Regions from separate parts of the Anser cygnoides genome. Here region 2 is linked to region 1. The links are chromatin contacts, called in public Hi-C maps. All regions are on one chromosome and are shown on one strand. Each heading gives the region's core, a stretch centred on a gene start, on an enhancer-like site or on the middle of the called end of the contact. The rest is flanking DNA. Distances are from core to core; before and after follow the strand shown.

What was found. A called contact is a pair of places that touch in the nucleus more often than the background predicts.
Region 2: a contact with region 1 is called in a Hi-C map of liver, with 4 times the contacts expected there. The contact joins two enhancer-like sites. A contact is called at or near these places in 2 of 7 Hi-C or Micro-C datasets (both in liver).

Annotation. Positions count from the first base shown.
Region 1 is chr17:4,991,599-4,996,120 of Taihu_goose_T2T_genome, reverse strand. The region is part of intron 1 of TMEM132C (transmembrane protein 132C); the gene reads right to left. Among named protein-coding and RNA genes, the nearest start is that of TMEM132C, 34 kb to the right of the region's middle. Within about 2 kb of position 1,525, at least 2 of the 3 cell types and tissues checked have open chromatin away from gene starts, as enhancers often do. A contact at or near this core is called in liver, where this site is marked.
Region 2 is chr17:5,101,092-5,105,308 of Taihu_goose_T2T_genome, reverse strand. The region is part of intron 3 of TMEM132C (transmembrane protein 132C); the gene reads right to left. Among named protein-coding and RNA genes, the nearest start is that of SLC15A4, 120 kb to the left of the region's middle. Within about 2 kb of position 2,353, at least 2 of the 3 cell types and tissues checked have open chromatin away from gene starts, as enhancers often do. A contact at or near this core is called in liver, where this site is marked.

The DNA of each region.
Region 1 (4,522 bases), core at 276-2,775:
GAAATGGTTTGCTGTATACATGAAATAGGGCTGAGCACAGAAAAATAATTAGAGAAAGCTACTGTTGTAGTTCTCCTGTTTATTTTTGTCTGAAAGTCCTTGAATAATGATCCAAAACACACCATTAGTGATTACTGTTTCCCAATGATTAATCAGCTGCAAAATTGTCTTTTTCTTCATCATCTCCTTGAGAACAGAGAGGAAAGCCATACAATAGGTGTTTGAAATGAACTATTTTGTTTCAGCTGCTCTACGTGAATCCCACATAGCCCACACATTCCAGCCCTCAGCCCCTCTTACTTGTCCAAAATCCTTATTCTGTAAATTATTTGTACAAATGGGGTTTAAAAGGAATTTACACTCTTTGCCCCAAATCTCTTCAGAACCCACATTTTTAAGACAGCTTCCAGAAGCACTCTTTTTCTGCTCTATAAAATGTATATAACTAACAAAACTCAGGTGTGGGAGGGAATGTCACATAAGAACTCCCCTAAACAAATTCCAGTCTCACAAGAGATCAGATCTGGCCCTCCAGCTATTTCCAGACCTCTCTACATCACGGGACTGTGGTGAAAGCATTTTTTATGAAATAGCTAGGTCCCTAAACTTCCAGGAACCACTTGAATTCATTCAAAGGACTCCCTAATTTACACCAGCTATTTAATCAAGAATATCAGTAGTAAGTTCGGATGTTCAGAGTTCAGCTGAAACTTAGGACAAAAAAGAGGATGCAGATTTCAAGAACAAGAGCTGTAAGAAGTCTGACAAACGTTTCCAGCTCCACAGTGCAACATTACCTGATGTTTGCCGTTTCAAACAATAATAGCTGCAGTTAACACATTCCAGCTGGGAATTAGTGGTAGCATGATGTTGAAAAACCTTAGCCTTTGATGTCCTGGTGAAACAGACCTTGAATTATTATCATTTTTTTTTCTACATTTGCAAACCAGCTTTACAGACCAGACCTAGGTATTGTAATCAGTCTGTCCTTTTGGTCACTCCCAGCTGGGAACAGAATTTTGTGACCATAGTATAACTCTTCTCCATATGCCTGGAAACATGAAAACATGTAATAAACACAGGTATAATTTTAGATAAAGATTTAAAATAAGGTTTTTAAAAGGCATTCATGAAGTAATAACTAAGTTTCTAGCTCATCAGCTTTATCATTAAAAAATAGTATATTATTTCATGGGAAAAATCATTTACTTCATAATTCCCACAGTAACTGCCCTAATGAAAACATTCAGAGGTGTTGTGTATTTGTAATTTGAAAGGCACATTTCAGCTTGCTACTTCTGTTCCTGAAACTGTGATAAAAATTGCACAACAAGAGTCCTGTAGTCAGCTGTTGACAGGATTTTGTTTTATTTAGACACACAAAAGTCCAAGTGAACCTTTGTGCTTCTCTCCCTTCCTAACACAACTCGACCAGAGAATTCAAAGGGGTCAGACCACACAAATACATGAATCGAGTTTGATCCTGGTTTATGTAAGTCAGTGGAGTCACACCACAGATGGCCTTTAAATCTGCTCTGACCTGAAGGACTGATCAAATATACTGGTTAAAGTACACTGGAGATTTTTTTTTTTGCCACTGTCACCACAGTTTTATAATCTTGAACGTGTTTATTTTTAAACCTCTGAGGCTATTATCCCTTCTTGTATCTGAGCAGACGTGACTTGCCCAAGGGTACTCAGACAGCTTGTGGTGGTGGAACAGGGGGAATTACCTACAGCATCTAATTTTACATTCACAAATCTAATACCAGTAGAGGTACGTAAGAAAGATTTTCTTATTCATAGTAGTGAACTCTGAACTCAGTAAGTAAACTTCTTTACTCACAGAAGTTGCTCATTGGCATTATACAAACTGAAGATCGAGATCATAGTCTACAGCCATACTCAACAGCACAGATTTATTTATTTTTAATATATATTCTTAATACAAGAGTCAGTGTTGATTTAATTTAGTGCTAGGAAGGACTGCGTAAACACGAGTACCATTAATGAGGTAAAAATGTTAACTGTCAGCAAATTCAGCCAAAATGAGCACTAACCTAAGAAAGATCAGAAGATGAATGTCATTTGAATTCAAAGCCACAAACTCAGATCAGATGCTTTTATACCTTAACAAGACTAGTCAAAGTTGGAAATTTACAATGTAACTCAAAACCAGAGAAAGTCCTATGTGCTGCTGACAACACCATCAAGAGAAAAAGATAGAAATTATTGCTGATTTTTAATAGAAATAAAACTGTATCAGCATTCATCCTTTCAGAAAGGAAAGTCCAGGCAATAACTGCTAAACAGAAGATAAAAAAAAGAGGGGATGAGGGGAAAGGAAGAAATCCGATGAAAGAAAATAAATCCAATTACAGAAGAAAACAGTCACGTCCCTCCTCCCACCCCCCCTCCAGTTTTAGGCATAAGGACAGGTCTATCAGCTTTCAGAAGAAGCTAGGTGATTATCTCTGCTAGTCTCCCTGTAAAATTCCACTCTCATCTTCCCTACAGGTTCATCTACTCTGGCTCCAAATGAATTACAAAGATTTTTTCTTCTTCTAAGTGTCTACTGTGAAGTGAGTGTACTCTTGAACTGCCCTCAGCCCATTTGCTATTTCACTAAGAGTACAGAAAAAAGCGTTCAGTTTAATTTTCCCTTCTTTTAAATCCACATATTTCCCCCCTGCACTGAGCAATGGGAAACAGATTCAGACAGCCTTAAAACACTATCTCAGCAACAAAGCATGCAATGTGCTCCATCTCATCTCGCCACTCCAACTGAGTTTACAGCAGTGGGTGGCTTTCAAACCTAACATTTGATCAAAATGAAAAACTGGGCATTCCTTTCACCCTATGACAGGCAGGCTGATATAAATCACAGCCTTCCCAGCAAGGGTTCTTCCCCAGACAATGAATTGTGGCAGTGTCTCAAAGCTCAGCCTGGGCCATTGTAAGAGAAAGTTTTAGGTTTTTAAAGCCGGCCTGGGCTTTTTACAACAGCACTAAAACCAGAAAAGGGAGAAAATTTATGGTATGGCTGTTTGTGACGGGTGAAGAAGATGTTTCCCCTCAAAAGTTGTATTTTCAGTGCATCGCTCCTGGTAGGTTTGTGCCAGCTTATGGTTTTATTATTCATATTTCACTAGCACTGAAAGCTCCAAATCAGATCATCCACCTCCTCCTATTTTATGCACTTACATACACATGTAGATAGGGCAAGGCAGAGTTCATACACTGCTCCTTCATTGTTTTGTCAACAAACAGCCAGCCTTCGTTAGTCAGCACCTCTGGAAAAAGCTCTCAGATCTGTTCTCTCAAGGACTGCATTGCACAGATCCTCTGGTTCTGATTTAGCAAGTGGACAGTGCAGGTAAGCGGTAAGTAACAGCTACTAAATCAGTGTTGCGTGCGCGCGTGTGTACACACAACAATGCCTGATCAAAGCAAAGCTGATACCATACACAGCACCGACGTTTTTCTTTGCTAACCCGGTAACCTATTAGAAATGCCCTCCGGTCTCAACAATTTTAAGCCTTAACTTCAAAAGATCAGCTTATCCTTCAGGGCTAAGCTGACTGACAGGTGGGGGTTGGGAAGAAATCCAGTCCCCTCCCTTCAGCCCTATCATATAGGGTTGCACAATTGGCTAGGCACATTAGGGGGTTTCTCCTGCATTCCTCTGAGGCATTTGAAAAAGGCCACCTCCAGAGCTCGGACACTGTTTGATGGACCACTGTGTTTCTCTGTCCCAGCTTTGTGTAACAATAGCTACGTTTATGTGAAGCCTGCACTATGAAGAGGCAAGAAGTTGGTGTTATTGTAGAAACCGGCTATTATATTATACAAGGGAGCAGCAGCAGTTCATCTGCTGTTAGATACCTACGTACCTGCCAGATGCAAAGGGCACAGGAGGTTTGAGCAGCCCTGTGTGCATCAGCTGGTCCTGCTTAAACAACTGCTGGATTCCCCAAGGTTTTTAGAAAGCAAGGATTTATAAGGATAGCTATCCTAAAAGCCTATCGTGCTGCATAACAATAAGCATTAATAAGAGTAAAATGAACATAATGACTGCAGATTAACAGAGAAACCAAGAAAAGGCAGACAGCCTAAGAACATACACTGAGAAAAGGCAAAAAAAAGTGCACACAATTAGATAGAGATGAGGCACACATGATCTCAGTAGAGTTTTTAAAGAGCCATCCACTGAGGAGCATGTGGAGAGGCACTCAGAGACTTTCCCTTGGGGTATATGTATCTGTGATCAAAAGGTCAAGAACCGCTGCAACAGACACTGCTCCAGCCGTCTGGCAGGCTCATCCCCAGAAGGAGAGTCATGAGCTTTGTACTCTACAGCTTTGTAATGCATACCCCATTGGCCACACCTGGTCAGCATTATTCCTAAGGCAGCAAATATCCTCTACCCCCACAAGGGCTCCAGTTGTACTTCCCCACTACCACCCTCAAACAGAAGGGATATTAGGACAGGGCAGGAACATCACTGAGTTGGAGACTTCCG
Region 2 (4,217 bases), core at 1,104-3,603, 110 kb before region 1:
GAGCGCAGACGTTCCCGTCTGACTGTCAGGCACATGAAGATCAATGTGTCCTCAGTATTTCAGGAAGACGAATGAAGGAGACACGATCCTATTGTTAAATGGCCTGTGTGAAAACCAAGTGCCTACGCGATTGACAAAACACTTACAGATATACTAAAGAGCAACTTCGAAGTGATGACTCTGACATCTCTGGTTCTTTCCAAATCTGTTTTTTCTCTACAGCACCTCAATTAGAAAACAGCTATGTCCAATTTATTGGGAAGTCTCAGTTTCAAATTTGCTAAATCAGGCCCTGATTCAAAGAAAACAAAAACAAAACAACAAAAACAACAAAAACAACCACTTCCTTACTATAGTGGATTTGGATGAGGCTTTTGAGAGAAGCCACGCTTTATAAATGTGACTTGCCACTGCAATGAACAAGTTTTCATCTTAACTTGACCCTTAGGAAGGGTGTAGGAGTGCTTGGGGGAACCATATGCTACATGATATCAGACTACTCTTTAAACAACAGTGAGTTTTTTATTACAGAAAGTAATAAACAAGAGTCTAGCACAGAATGTCTCTATGCACCATATAGTTACATATTTGTCTCACAGCCCAGAGCAAAGATTTTTAAATCTACTGTGAGTGTTTTCCAAGCAATGATTATTGCCTTTTTATACCTTCTTTTTCTACACCTTTCTACACTAGGTAAATCAAAATAGGTTTCTGCGTAATTATATGAACAACTTTTAGGGGACACTGTCAAGAGGAAGAAAAAAAGCTTCTAAAGACCAAGCCCTCCCTTTGTTATTGAAATCTGCGGCAGTATTAGTCACCCCTCCAGCCCTTTGCTGACTTTTGACACTTCACTTGATCAGAGAGGTGGAATTGGACTGATGAAAGTCCAGCTTTCCAAGGCTCTGAAGTAATACCAAGCCAACAGTGAAAGTGCTACTCTACACACAGTACATGCATATGGGATTCAAAAGAGCCTTGTTACTGCAGATTACCAAAGTCCCACTTCTCAGCTGAGCCACAGTCGTACATCTCGTGCATGCTGTTAAATTGGGGTGATTGAACTGCATTTACACCTTTGTCTACATGCTGTGGAAACCTTCTTATACTTGATAATTGCTCCCGTATGAGAACACCAGCAGAACTGGCTCCACAGCTATGGGAATGTCAGATAAGAGGTCATTATTACAGACAACCACTCGAATTTTGTCAGTACAGTGTGTGCCATGCTCTAATCCGAACTGCCAATGGGCAAATGCACTCACAGCTGTATGCAAGGAAAATTCAAGACTGGCATAGATTCTTATTCTATAAAATAGGTTCGCAGGAGCAACACTGAAAAGGTTAAAAATGTGGAAGGATGACAGCCAGCATGATGGGGTGGTCTTGGAAATTACCAGCATAAATATAAAGGAGTTTGCACCTTCCGGCCTCTTCCCAGCTACACATCCTTAATCTAGTTTGATTTTCCTGTGGTAGCAATCTGTCAGATGCATCCCCTTCAGAACAAGATTATAAAAGGAGTGAATCATGGACACATTATTATTCCCCTCAGCATGCGGCACTTTTTCTTTAAGTACAGAAACCATAGTGTGCAGGAAATGATCCATCTTTTAAAATTTGTGTCAACATCTCTCAAAACTCTTGGAGCTGTGCAGCGAATACTGCTAACCATTCTCCTGTGTCTGAAAATCAGTATGATGACAACACTAAAATATGTTACATGTGACACTTTTGTCCTGACCTTACTTTCACTCAAGTCGATCGGCTTTCTGCTTTTGATTTTGATGGGAATAGGGCCGCTGTTTCATTGTCACCTCTCTTGTACCTTCAGGCGCACTCTCCAGCAGCAGTGTCAACTTGGAGAAGCCAGAGCAAGTTCAAAGTATTTTCTGATGCCCAAGGCAAAACAAGAGATGACCTTTTCCACCAGCAGAGAGCTGCTTATAGGCTGCTACTGAATATTCCACCAACTGTAATGCTCTGCTCCCAGAGCTGACCTGGCTGCACTACATATGAGATGGGTTTTCCTTTTGTTGTCCTTCTCCTCCTCCTCCTAATCCTACGAATTGGGATCATAGTATGATTTTCTCCTGTTCCACAACTTTGTCTGTACTTTCATCTGTGACAAGACACATGCTCTTGTGTCACTTGGCAGAGTGCTCAACGTCAGGCTGCAAAGCACTGGACAACAAACCCAACAAATCCCTTTCCTTGTGCCAAGATTATTTCAACAACCAGGTTTCAGGAATGTGGATGGCTGAGTGATTGTTTATGTCTGGCCATGGAAAGTAAAAATGTTGATGTCCAAATGTTTTTGGTCACAAAATAATGGAATAGTTGTAGCTTCCTCAAGGCCACCTAAAGTACCGTGCTCAATATTGTGCCTCAAGATCACAATAGAAACACCAGTGTTGTTGGACCATGCTAAAATCACTAAATAAAACCTTTTTGTTATAGAGATTTTAAATTCTGGCTAATGCAGAGACGATCTTTGTAGAGTAATCTGACACACAGAATGGAATTTCCAGGGGTGTTCAACTCTGTTACTCTGGTGAGGGAGCAGTGCTAAGCCAATAGGGTGCACACAGAGCTGTCAAATGCGGGACACAAATTGCTGCAAATATTTTACTGTTGCCAAATATATGGTTTGTACTAGAACAAAGAGGTTAGCATATTCCACATGGGATGGCCTGAGTCTCTTACACATTCTAGACATCCTCATATCTACACACCATTCAACATAAATGATCTTTGAAAATGGACAAATATTTTCTTAAGAACTTCCAGCAGCATTGCCAACTCTTCCCAGAACTGCATTTTGTTGGGAAGATAGCTCTTAATTTCACAGATAGGCTGTCTGTGCTACCCAGTTACTTCTATAAAGAGATTTGGCCTTTATGACTAATTGAAAGGGTTTCCCAAAGCAGATGGAGCATTTTGAATATAGAGAAAGGGAATTACAGAAATACCGAGCTTCAAATATTCAAAAATAAAGACAAAATTGTGCCTAAGGCAATACTGGCAAGTAAGAGGTGCTCTGGGCTATCAGAGGTCATCTCTTCATCCTCAGTAGATGTCATGTAGTGCAAACTGACATTATTTCCTGACATCAGTGGATTTTGATTCGATTCCTCTTGCTGATGGTTTGGTTCACAAAAGGAGAATGTCTGGGTAAAATGGACAGAGAAAAGTGAAGAGGAAAAAAAACAGAATATCTTATCTGGCTGTATCAAATTAACACACACTACTTCCATGTTCTTCTTATGCCAGCAGAAGAAAAAAAATGTTTCTGGAATTATTGATGCAATTTACTGGCAAGTACAAATGTATCTTTGACAAGCCAAAGTGAGAAGATAGAAGTTGTGAATGAAATGCTGTGTGTGTGTGTGTGTGTAGAGTGGGAAGTAATAGAGATGCAGAAAGCCTGTTGGTCAGGCTGAATTTGTCAAACAAATGACATCTACTTCCCTTCCCCCTACCCAGTTCTTAACCTATACATTAGATTTATGTTACGCTTGGCTAGCCAACATCTGCCATCAAACTCCTGTGATATTAACTGCACAACTTTGGCCCTTTACATGCAGGGGAATTCAGATCAGATGGTCTCTTTACAGATAAATTCTCCTTGCTCAATTGCTGTCCCCTCCTCTCTCCCTGCTTCAAAGCTCTGGTAACTGGTTCTGGGTTAAACAGCAAGCATCTCTGTTAGCTGTATGCTGTTGGCTTATGTTAGCATCACGTGGTCGAGTGTTAAGAGTCTGTGTCAAAGCCCTTTCTGGGGTCATGGACTAACTGTATGATCTCACACCAGTCATTTGTCTTGCCTGTCCTTCTATTAAGCCTGTTAAGAGAAATGATTCAATAGAAGAAAAACAGGAGCTCCTTGAAGACATTGGCACATATGAGTTGAACTTTTTTCGGTGAAGAAGCTATAAAAAAAGACTGCAGTGAATTCTGAAATATCAATTTGTTAAAAAGGCAGTGATTTCCCTTCCTGAACAATGCTTTTCATAGTGTGAAGCCTTGCAAAGGAAAAATGTTGTGTATTTAGAAACATTCTAAAAAGTATTTATGAAGGACTGAGTGATGAGAAATGTTTCAAAAATTAAGGCTGCATAAATATCTGTTGTCTAGTAAGTCGAAACTACAACTTAAATCCTGGAAATACATTTATCAACATTTTCATTCCCAGTTGCATTTCTTGACATTTATGC